Regions from separate parts of the Gossypium hirsutum genome. Here region 2 is linked to region 1. A link is a contact called in public Hi-C data. All regions are on one chromosome and are shown on one strand. The core of a region is the stretch at or near the end of the contact, and the rest is flanking DNA. Distances in the headings are between cores, read along the strand shown.

Region 1 (6,429 bases), core at 2,304-4,803:
TTGTTGAATGAAGTGAACTTACTGCTAGCTTAATTCACACCAATTCTTTTAGTAAATATTGACATTGTTTTTATGGCAGCAATTTAGATATTATAGGTTTAATATTATTTTTTAAAAGTATTTTTGAACAAAAGTTGAAATTTTTTGATTCTGTTTTTAATAAAAAATATTACTTTTGAAAGTAATGTTTTTATCTAAAAAGGATTTTTTGTTTTAAATGGGAAAGAATTTATGATTTAATAAATGTATAAAATAAATTATAAGATGGAACACCTATGAAAGGCCAAATCTCATGAATTGATTCATACAAAAAGGGCTTGTGATTGAAATTTAATTTAAGAAATATATATATATATATTCCAGCATCCAGCTCTGTAGGGGGCCTGCATTGCAGCCCATTCAAAACTAAAAAATAAAGGAAAAACTTAGACTGGACTCAAGATATGTATATATTTTTAGAACAATAAAATTTTGGGGTAAACTCTTGAGCTCGGGTTCCTATTTCCAAAAAAAAAAAAAAAACCCGAGTAGAAATTTACATAATACAGGGAATCAGGGCAATAATGTGGGCTTCAATCAGAGGACCTGGTTTAAGATTAATATAATAAACCCGATTCGACATTGATGTTAATTAATAACGTAAAATAAAATTTAATTGAAATAGAATGGGGGAAAGTGTCTTTAAATGGTTTTAGATCTTAAGTAACGTAGCAGCATTGACTGTGTGAATTACCATCAAGTCCAGAGCCCTCTGCTCTTATTCCTAGTTTAGGCCCAAAGGCATGGGGACAGATGGCAACAAGGCTTTAGAAATGATTATTGTGGGTAATCATATTCATGCATTGATGTTCATAACTTTGCTTTTTTTTATCTTCATACTGAAACACAATGTGAAATGAAATCCATTGACTGTAGCATCAGTATTCACAGATGAGAAGCATGCCAAGATACTAAATGTTGGTAAATAATACAGCAATTTTTTTTGGGGGGGGGGGGAATTCCAAGTAATTCAAGATTTGCAGGGAGAAAGAGGTTTCCCACATAAACCTGTGTTGCCAGTGAAACAACTCTGGGGGAAGTCACTAAGAGGTCTGCCAGCAGGGATTTCCCCCACTAAAAGATTGTCTGATAAATCCAAGTCCTTGAGGTTTTTTAGGTTCAAAAACTCAGCAGGTATTCTACCAGTAAATTGGTTTCTCTGCAGCTTCAGTGTCTCCAAATGGCTTAGATTTGCCAACGCCTCTACCAAGCCGAAACCAAATTTGTTATAGCTCAAATCCAAACTCTGCAATGCTTTCAATTTCTCCATTGATGTTGGCAATTTACCCTCTTGTAAGTTATGTGATAAATTAAGATACACAACTCTCTCCAGCGTTCCTACACTAATTTGTTGGATTCCACTTGTGAAGCTGTTATCAGATAGGTCAACATATGTGAGTGAACCACCTGGGAAACTGGTTCCTATCTTGAAAACATGTTCCATTGAGGCTGTTATGTTGTTTGAGTGAAGGTCCAGCACTCCCAATTCCTGGAAATCTGCAACTGAAGCTGGAATACTTGAACTGAGATGGTTCCTTGAAAGATTCAAGGAGTAGAGTTGAGTGAGGCTTCCCATCCATGCTGGTATCCCACCAGTGAGATCATTGGCTGATAAGTCCAGTTCCTGTATTGGACTTGGAGTTGATTTCAGCATGTCTGGTATTTGTCCTTTGATTCCACATCCTGCCAAATAGATTCGGGAAAGAGATGGCAATTTTGCTACCCACCTTGGAATGGAGTTTAGAGTTAAACTGTTGAATGAAAGATCCAGTGTTTGCAAATTTTGGAGAGCAGACATTTCATTAGGCAATGGTCCTTGAATTGAGTTATGAGAAAGGGTCAAGAGTATGAGATGTGAGAGTTGACCAATTGACTTTGGTATAACTCCAGATAGCTTGTTGCCGTTGAGATACAACTCTGTCAAAGCTTCTAGATTACCTAAACTAGAAGGAATTGCTCCTTCAAGCTTGTTGTTTTCAAGTGAAACCCTTTGGAGGGAGACCAGATATCCCAAATTGGGTGGTATTTTCCCGCCTAGTTGGTTGTTTTGCAGCCTTAAAAATCCAAGCAGAGGCATCTGACCATAATTTGATGGAAATGGTATCTCTCCTTCTAGATGATTAGCATCTAAATACATGACTGAAATGGATGTTAGATTGTTTACTGAAGCTGGAATTTCCCCATTCAAAAGATTATCTGAAAGATCAATCTCTTTCAAGAGCTGCAAGTCTCCAATATTTTGTGGTATATGACCAGTGATGGAATTGGCATGAAGGTCTAAATGCATGAGATTTGTCAAGTTGGAGAATGAAGCAGGAATACTACCAGTGAATCTATTTGAATGAAGAAGCAAAGCATTGAGATTTTTAAGACAACCAAGGGTAGGAGGAAGAAACCCAGATAATCTATTCTCATGCAGGTGAAGTTCCTCAAGTTTTAAAAGCTTACCAATGCTTTCTGGCACGGACCCTCTCAGCTTGTTTCCATAAAGATAAAGCTTTCTAAGGTTCTTAAGAAGACCAATGGATGTGGGAATTCTTCCAGAAAGGCCTGCGAGTCCTCCAAGGTCGAGAACTTCAAGCGAGGTGAGGAGTGTGATTGATGGGGAAAACCAGCCTTCCATCTGAGACAGAAAGACGAAATCAACGGAGGAAATGAATCCAGGTAGATGAACTTCAGTGACCCTACCAGTTTCATTGTTGCAGGAAACACCTTGCCATCTGCAACAACGACGACCGACCCACTTCGCTAGCCGACCTGAAGTGTCCATATGGATTCCGCCCCTAAAACTGGCGAGACCTTTGAGGTCACCAGGGTCACATTCTTCAACAGTGCTTCCTCCTGTGGAGACTGTCGCCATCATCAGAGTCAATGCTAGAGGAAGCCATAACATTTGACAACCCATTTTTGTCATGGACAGCTGATTCTCTTACTCTTAAGCTACAATATGGATAACGTTCTCACTATTATCAGTGTGATTGAATAGGAAAAGCAGGAAAGTGAAATTGGGTGCGAGTTAAAGAAGAGAGAATGGGGGCAGTAATTTGGCTCAGCTGATGAACCCTCAAATTAAGAGACATTGATTTTGCCTTTTTCTTTTGTCCTTGGTCTTTTCCGGACAGTTTGGTTATGCTAAAAAAGCAGGAGTGTAGATCATGATCTCCTTTTTAGAAAGGGAGTCAATTTAGGCGAAAGATTTCTTAATAAAACGACAAGAAACATAATTCTCAATTGGTTTTTACAAAAACCCTATCAAAAAGATATTTGTTAAGTCTGAACTGTGGTTGAGGGTGCTGCAAACTAGAATATCTACTTATTCCGCGCCCAGGATTAGATCTACTGACATCCAGTTCACCAATTTCTTGATGCAAAACCTCAGCACATGCTGAAATGATTCTTTTCCGTAACCCTCACATTTTTCTTTCTTTCCTCGTATTCACCCCAATTGATGCCAATACCCCTTTTCTTATGACCAAATAAAAAGAAGAGCTATTTTTTAAGTGGTAGGCCCTCGGGAGGTTGGCTGGCGTTGGTTTCACATTTTTTTCCCTCTTTGCTCCTTACGAGCTTCTATTGGCTGCCAAGAATGAACGCATATTAACATTATGACACAATTTTATTTTTTGATAATATAATGATGATACCAAATTTTATAATAAATTATGGGAAATGAATATAATTACCATGATTACAATTAGAGCTGGCAAATGGGCTCGAATCAAAGTTTTTCAAGTTTGGATATTTTTCGGGTTTGATCTCTTTTGAATTTGGATTTTTTTAGATTCGGATTTGGATCGAGTCGGGCAGGCTTTGATGGATCAAGATAATTTTAAATTTTATAAGTTATAAATATTTTAATTTTGAATGTAATAATACATCTTATTTTTATACGATGACATCCCAAATTTAAATTTCCCTTATAAAAACATAATATTAAATTTTTAATAATATTTTATGTATGTTAGTTATAATTATAGACATGTATTTTAATATACTAAATTACACATAATTATTGATGCAAGATTTTTTATTATAATTTATAATATAATAACAGTTATTATATTAATAATTATAAAATATATTATTTCATTATATAATACTATATTACATACTATAATAGTAGAGTAATACATAATATATTAATTATTATCATATATTATTGTTTGTTATTATAATGGTTGAAATATACTCTAAGTCCCTATATTTTTTGTACATCTGAAAGCAAACCCTCCTACTATATTATATAATGCTATATCATATCATATAGTATATAATATATTAATGGTTTACATATATGCACCGATAATTAAAAATTATAATATTATATCTTTTATTATAATAATAGTTATATATGTATTAATATTTTAAGTAATAGTTATATTAAATTAAATTTTATAGATTTTAATAATGATTAATTTTATATATTTATTATGCATATAATATATAATTATAATATTTAAAATATCTTAAAAAATATTTCACTTTATAAATTAACATAAAAATGTTATTAATTACTTTTCCTATTAATAAAATATTAATATAAATATGCAATGCTTATGAATACATTTAAAAAAAAAGATTCATCATTTATTTATATTTTAATTAATATCATAATATTATATTAATTATTAAGGTCTATTATGGCTGCTCAGTTATAAAGTCGGGTTTTTTTAGGCTTTGAGTTAGATTTATCTCGGACTCGGACTTTCTCAAACTCGAAATTTTCAGACTTAGATCTATTATGGACTCGGACTTCCTTGAACTCAGATCGTCACAAGTTGACTTTCGGGTTAATTACAATAATCACAATATCATTCTTATAATTTTACTAATTAAATTGAAAAGATGTGTAATTTAAATACAAGACACCTCCCCTTCCCTCCTAGTGACATTATTCTCCATTGGAAACATGCAGGTTTTGGGCATGTTGTTAAGATAACGGGTGGTCCAGGCTTACAAATATTGTAATAATGAAGTATAAGAAAAACTTCCATGGTCCTTTACTTGTTGATGCACTCGCATGAAAGCCTGCCGTCTGCAGTTGTTGTTTTCGAGATTGGAATTTCAAGAAGGATCTTAAGCCAATGGGTAAAGCAAGTAAGCAGTTGGATGAGATTTAAATATTGAAGGGTTGGAAAATAATGTTCCCAGCTCAAGAACAAACCTTTTTTATTTTATTAATTACAAGATTCGACTACACGAAGTTCAAACAGGCTTAGCCTTGTATTATATCATATAACAATAATAATATTTGATATGCAATCACAATTAAATTTTATTTAATACAACTCTCATCTGCCTACTTATGTATTAACATAAAAAAGAAAATGTTTTAGAGTTGATGATTAATATATCAAAATTTATATAAACTAGTTGATGAGTAGTCCGCGTGTACAAAGACTTTTGATGGAGAGAAAGAAAGTGATTGTATACAAATGAAATAGAATGTAATGGGGAATGATAAAGAGGGATATTTAAGTAGATTCTATAACATTGAACGTAATGATAAGTGAAGATTTGTAAGGGGGAGAAACATCATTAATTTATTATTATTTAAAAAAAAGATCTTTTGGTTTTTTCAGTAGAATTAGTGCTGACTCTAAGTTAAGCTTACAAATAATTAGATACACCCTTATATAAGATATACAAGTGTGAATACGATGCATGCTCCTTTGGGTGTAGCAAAATTGCATAGAATATAGACAGGAGAGGGATGCATCACCCACTGGATGGGGATATATATTTTTTATAATTTTGTTATTGTTCCATGTTGTTGTTCAAAGGTGATAATGTTCACTCAAAAGGGAATAGTACAGAGCAGGAAAGCAAGGAGACTACACAGATTGGGACGAGCGAAAGGACAATGTAGTATTGTCTTCTCCACACTCATACTCGGATTTCCTGGACTATGCTATTTACACATGATGTTTCAATAACTTTTATTATTATTTTTTTGGTGGAAAAAGTAAACTAGTGTAAAGGAAAAATAAAATCTAAACCGTTATCTTTACTCGACAGCTACTCCTGAATCTTACTCGATTTCTTCGTTTAATTCTTAAGATGGATCCCTCACATATGTTTCAGAGTATTTTCTTTTTGTACAAATGTCCAGGCAATCCTGGTAGTCGTATCCAAGCCATGACCATATTCGGGGTATGACTGCGAAGGGTTAAATTCAATGCTCCAGGGTTGAACAGTTAGATATTGCCCATAAACTATCCAAGGTCCTTGACTTAAAACTCTCTCAAAATCTCTGAAGTTTTGGAACTTAGCTAGGTAGTAACTGTTTTCGATATCCATTAATCGGAATGGTTGACTCGGTTGTCATAAGGAATGTATCTTGTTTTGTAGCGTTACATATCCAATGTTCCTTCCTAAGAGTTTGATTAC
Region 2 (6,429 bases), core at 1,650-4,149, 160 kb after region 1:
CAAAATGCCAACTATAGAAAACAAAAAATGAAACAAAGTAAGCATTACGAATGCTTAGTAAGTTCATAGGAAGTTTACCTAACTTACCTTAGCATTACAACAATTTAAACTATTGAAACACTTTGGCATAAAACATGACATCCTTTGACATCCTCAACTTTCATTTTAATTGCAACTAAACAACCAATAGGTTAGTTTGTTTACACATCAAATGCTTCTAATATGAATCACATATACATATACAACATTTCAACAAAGCATAATATATATATATCATCCCATTCATACTCATTTCATAAACATATAAATTCAATTCATATTCGCACATTTTCAACTGTAACATTTCCGTTAATACCATTTTCACTTTTGTTTTCACCCAGAGATTTAAAGCAATTTGAGCTCAGATACTTTGAATTGATTCGATCCAATTTATTGACATTATCAGGCTTTTAGCACTAACTTCGGATCAGGGTTGCTAACACTAGTTTAATTTGATGCTGCTAACGTTAGTTTCAGAGAATCCGCAACAAATACTTTGAAATCCTAAATCACTTTACATCTAAATAATTTCGTTTTGAAATGTTTTCAAAGCATACATGTTTTTGTACCTAATAACAATAATAGCTTTCTCTTGTTTCCAAAATATTTTTCAATTCATAATTATAAATATATTCATTTTCTTTTTAGATGTATTTTATTCAAATATTGTATTAGTCATTTTTCAAATTATGATACTTTTAGAATTATTTTAAAAAATATATATTTTTACTTGAATCTCAATTTTTAATGAATGTCGAGATAAAATATTTTTAAGCGTATACTTTTTTTTTATATAAATTTAAGCTAAAATCTTAAATAACTTTTAAAGAAATATAAAATTTATAATAAAATTTAAAAAGATTTATAAAATTGAAAATATAGATAAAAATGTATTGTCGGTCAATGCTAACCATTGCCAGCCAATGTAGTAAATGTTAGTCAATGTTGGTGAACATTAATCAATGTTTATAAATTTTCAATATATTTTCAATTAATATATTTTATATACATTTCAAAATTTTAATCATCTTAACCAAAATGTTTTGGAAGTTTAAATATCGATAACTAGCCAAATCCTTGAAATATCTAAAACTTGGGTGAATTTTTAATTTTTTACATTGATGATTTTATAATTATTTTTTGCACCTCAATATTTATGGGTATCGAGTTTGATTTAAGAATTTTGTCGAAATTGTTGAAGTCAAGGAAGAAAGAGAATATTAGCTAATCAGTCTAATTTTAGGATTTGGACACTTTATATATTGGTTCCATAGATGTTGACTTTAGCTTAATATTTTAACTATCTTTTTTTAAAAAATGGTTTATTCTATTTTATTGCTGGTTATGTATGTATAACACAAAACTTTAATTATCTATAGTGTTTCTTTAATGGAAGAAGCTTCCAAAAATTTAAAAATATGGTTGAAAGCTTGGCTTTGTTTATAGATGAAAATATGATTACACAAATGTATGTGGGGTTATTGCAAATTTTGAAATTAAATCCATGGATTTTCCTTCAAAATGAATATGTTTGTTTTTGTGTGCTCATGCTTTCGTTTATGGTTTTTTTTTAATAAAATAACAAAATAAATAAGATTTTGCCGTCTCAAAATTTAACTACTACATGTCTTTTTTCTTTTTCCACTAGTATATATTTCTCGCTTATGAAATTGTGTCATTCATCCTTTACAATAAGGACATTGTTGAGTGTTTTAGAGTATTTGTCTATGATATAGTCCCTATTCTTGGATGTGACGTCTTAAGTAAGCTCTCATGCATGTCAATTCTAAGGTGGGGGTTTACTTGCAAGATGATTATGCGAACTATGTAAGCTACAGGTCGGTCCTAGTCGAGTAACCGAATAGCGGATTAATAATAACGAATATCATAACATAGATATAGATTTAAAATTTACTTAGAATCCGAAATTGAAAAACTGAATATTTTTCACACCAATTAAGAAAAAAAAAGTTCTGTTCGTTGAAATAAAAGAAATTTATTTAATTAATAATTTGTTCGTATTAATTTAATTTACAGGTAGGGTTAAAGTGTGATAGTATTGAAGACTCTTAAAATTGCAACTTCAAGTAGACTTAATGTAAATAAAATAAAATTAGTATTATTTAGAATAGAGTTAAATAATTTTTAATATAAAATTTTGGTGTTGAACATCAACATCTTATTGTGCTGAACTTGCTGCTGCTGCTGCTGCTCCTCCTTTAATATTGACCATATCTTCATTTACTGCCTGAATAGATATTAAGATTGGTGACAGAAAATTTCAGTATTTTGCATCAAAACTTAATTTCAAAAAATATCTTCAACTTCTCCCTTTTTTCTCTCACCAATGGATTGGCTCAAATTGGTTTATCATACTTTCCATATGGAAGAATTTAGATGACATTATTAGAAGGGATAATAACGAATTTCAAATATGGTTTATAAAATCGAATTTTAATTACATTTAACACGTTATTTTTTTATTTTGTATTTAAAAGATTGAATTATGTTATCAATCCTCCTTCTTATAAATTATGGTTGGTTATTATTAACTAATTTAGTCATTTTGCTATTTTCATACTTATAATGCTATATCAGCTTGTCATTTTTAAATAATATTTATGAGAAGATCATGCCATTTTAGTTAATAGATTCAACAACCACCATTTGTGCTAAGATGAAAATTTCAAAATTCAAAAAACATCTGACCCAAAACTACGCAACTTACAAGGATTAAATGTATAGGGACTAAAAATTCAAAATTTGAAAAAGTGAAGTGAATAAAATTGAGGAAATTAGGGTATAGAGAGTAAATGTATAGCTTATATGGACTAAACGTTGGAATTGACATATTTAGAAAAAAATGTGTGGAGTACAGTGTAATGCATAAACGTGGCAAAACGGTATTGGCAAATGAAGAAGGTTAGGCAATAAATAAATAGAAGCAAGGAAACGCGTATGGAAGTGTGAAGGAAATCAAGAAGCGTGATTACAGCGGCTCCTGCTATCTCGATTTCTACTTCGTTTACACGCCCCACTCCCCTTTTCTTCTTTCCTTTTATTTACTCTTCCCATAACATTACATTCCCCTTTAGCACTCAAACCCAGAAAACTGAAAACCTTTTCTTTCTCCCCTAAGAGAGCTCAAAATGGGAGTTGACTACTATAACATTCTCAAAGTTAGCCGTAACGCGACGGACGACGACCTCCGGAAGTCCTACAAGCGCCTTGCCAGGAAGTGGCACCCCGACAAGAACCTTGTCAACAACAAAGAAGCCGAGGCTAAATGCAAGCAAATTTTTGAAGCCTACAACGTCCTCAGCGACCCGCTAAAGCGTCAGATCTATGATCTTCACGGTGAACAAGGCCTCAACTCCGCTGAATCATCCAGCCCCAATGGGTTTAGCGCCGGCGGCGTCGGTGGTATGGCCGACAAGTTCGACCAGAGGAATGGCCAAGGGTACAAGAAGGCGTCGCCGGTTGAAACCCAGTTGCTTTGTAGTTTGGAGGAGCTTTATAAAGGTGGTAGGCGAAGAATGCGAATTTCGCGCTCTATTCCCGGTGAATTTGGGTCAGTACATGCATTATTATTATTATCATTATTATCATTTTTTTCAATGTGAGTTTATTGTTTCATGATGAAAGCTTTAAACCCTTCCTATTGTGAATCTGAATTTTGGGGAAGAAGCAATCTTGGAATGGGTGTTGATTGTTCTTCATTCTTTTGATAAGGAAAATTCCTGAGTGATAATTGAAGAGATTGTTTCCTTTTCTGTTAAACTACTTTTGAATTTAGAGTTGCAGAGAAATTATGCATGTTGAAAGATGATTTTTGAAAGGAATTGATGGGTTTTTGGTTTTTGTTTATAGAATTCTGGGATTTTTTTGTTTTTCATTTCTGTTTCTCGGCTTTAGAGAGAAAAGTTGATGAAACCCATCATTAATTATCCAAATCACTTTTGGATCAGTTAGCATCTTGTGCATCCTCTGTAAATTGATGGTAGTTTGGGATCTCCTCAATTGCTAAGCTTTACATGGGTACAGTTCAAGTTATTCGTTTTCCTGTTCTAATAAAAAATTGCATTGTGAACATAAATTGATAGTTACAGAATTTGATTCCTAAAATAGATCAGTTGAGTGCTTAAGAAATTGCCCTCACGAACTCGGATTTTTCTTTTCTGATGTTAGCATGTTAATACGCTGGAAGTGGTTGCTGCTAGTGCTAATCACATGTCAATGATTAGAGAATGAATGTTAGGTGTTGGCGTTACTTCTTTGGTAAAGATTTTCAGTCTTAAAATATTAAGCCAGTTTGTTTGTTGTTTGCCAATTTAGTTTCGTTTGTTCTCACCCTACCATCATTTTTCTAAACAATTGAATCACTCGAACCCAACTATATCTTTTGTGTTAATCAGGAAGACGAGCATGCTATTGTGATGAGCAGGGCCAGAACTTCAAAACTCTACTTGTTACTTTTGTTGTCGACATACCTTTATAGGCTGATAAGTCTCTCTTTCGTTGAAAACACGTTTTTATCAATACTAGCTGCTTTTATGAAATTTTACTTGTTTATCCTGTATGTTTGTTTATATATTTAAGTTTTTTGGGGTTGAAAGCAAGTTTCTTCTTCTTTTTGTGTGACTCGAATTCAGTCATTTTGTGTCTAAGGTGTGACCAATGAAGTCAAATAGTTGTGATTTGTTTTCCTTTTTCTTCTTCACTTGCATTGTTTTCAACACTTGAACTATCTATTGGTGTGATTGTTGTTTTCTTGCTTTTCTAAATCGTTTTCCTTTTTTCCGATCTCTCTTGCAGTAAGCTGAAGACGGTGGAAGAAATATTGAAAATAGATATAAAGCCTGGGTGGAAAAAGGGCACAAAAATAACTTTCCCTGAGAAAGGAAACCAGGAACCGGGTTTCACTCCATCCGATCTTATCTTTGTGGTAGATGAGAAACCCCATGCTATTTTCAAACGGGATGGGAATGATCTGATTGCCACTCTGAAAATCTCTCTACTCGAGGCCCTCACAGGGACCATCCTCAGTTTGACAACCTTGGATGGAAGGACCCTCCCGATCTCGGTCACAGATATCGTGAACCCAGGTCATGAAGTGGTTATCCCGAACGAGGGGATGCCGATCTCAAAAGAACCCAGCAAGAGGGGACACCTCAAAATCCAATTCGACATCATCTTTCCATCGAAGCTCAGTGCAGAGCAGAAGTGTGATCTGAGGAGGGCATTGAGCCAGAGGTGATAAATAGTGAAATAGTACATGTCCATGGCCGAGATGGATATTGATTGTGAAGTGAAATGTAAATAAGGTTTAATTTTATTTGTGGACCAGTGAAGACTAAAGGTTGTGCTTAAGTAGGAAACTAAGTTTGAAGAGTTGCAAAGAGTGTCTACTTTTATTCTAATTGGAAATTTATATACAATTGTATTTAGGAGTAGTTTGGTTTAGGGAAAGACCTTTTGTGTTTTGCTATATATCCTGGAAACGATCAATCTAGTGTGGATGTAACCAATGTTGGTTCCAATTGGTTTTGCAAAATATTGGGCTTAATGTAATCTGTTTATAGAAAAATTCATCCCAAATCTGAATCAAATTTAATCTTAAGCTCTAGTTCTTAATATTTATGCTTCCCTGCTTTATTCTCTCTTTTCTCTAATATTATATGGTAAAAAAAGTGTTTATTACCAACTCGTTTTAGGTTGAATCACCAAAAAAATTTAAAAATGGTAGTGACCAATCTTTTTATTACTTAACTATGAAGGTCATCATCTGATGTCGATAATAGTAAATTTAATCCTAAACATTTATATATTATGTCAATTTAGTCTTGATTCTAAATAAATTAACCCTCAACATATATACACTGTGTAATTTGATCATTTTTGCAAATTTGCCTTTCTTTCTACTCTTTCACCTAAAAAATAAATTTATTAGCTAAATTTTATAGAAAAATACCAAAAATGGAAGCACCCAAAAACTCAATATCATAATTTTCATCTTTTATTATTCTTTTCACTATATTTGGTTCTCCATCGTTGGATTGAACACTAGTGGTTGAAATGGCTGAGTCTTCTCTAGTTCACTCTTCAACTATTTGAAGAATAAGGAAATGAATGTATTTGGGGTTATCTAGTTTAATTATAAACATAATTTTTTTTAAAAATATTTGTGTTTTCATTTTTAATTTACATAATTCATGTAAAAAAATAGGATAAAATTAGGTAATTGTAAACATTGAGGGCTAAATTTAAAAAAAGAGAGACTATATTGACACAATGTGTAAATATTAAGGAATAAATTTGTTATTATGTTAATTTTAAAAGTTGCCACTTTATCTTTCTGTTTTCCATTTAACGACTGATGACTAAAAAAAA

Evidence for each region. Hi-C and Micro-C count contacts between places; a contact is called where the count stands out from the background.
Region 2: a Hi-C map of leaf shows a contact between it and region 1, with 2.1 times the contacts expected there. The contact joins the promoter of LOC107909584 here to the promoter of LOC121214763 in region 1. A contact is called at or near these places in 9 of 34 Hi-C or Micro-C datasets (leaf and seedling).

Annotation. Positions count from the first base shown.
Region 1 is chrD02:62,795,682-62,802,110 of Gossypium_hirsutum_v2.1, forward strand. LOC121214763 (probable leucine-rich repeat receptor-like protein kinase At1g35710) reads right to left here and starts at 3,554. Exons shown (of 1, transcript XM_041088970.1): 1 at 892-3,554. The coding sequence starts at 2,953. The coding sequence ends at 1,010.
Region 2 is chrD02:62,954,524-62,960,952 of Gossypium_hirsutum_v2.1, forward strand. It overlaps LOC107909584 (dnaJ homolog subfamily B member 1), which reads left to right and starts at 2,900. Exons shown (of 2, transcript XM_016837172.2): 1 at 2,900-3,610; 2 at 4,855-5,659. The coding sequence starts at 3,189. The coding sequence ends at 5,296.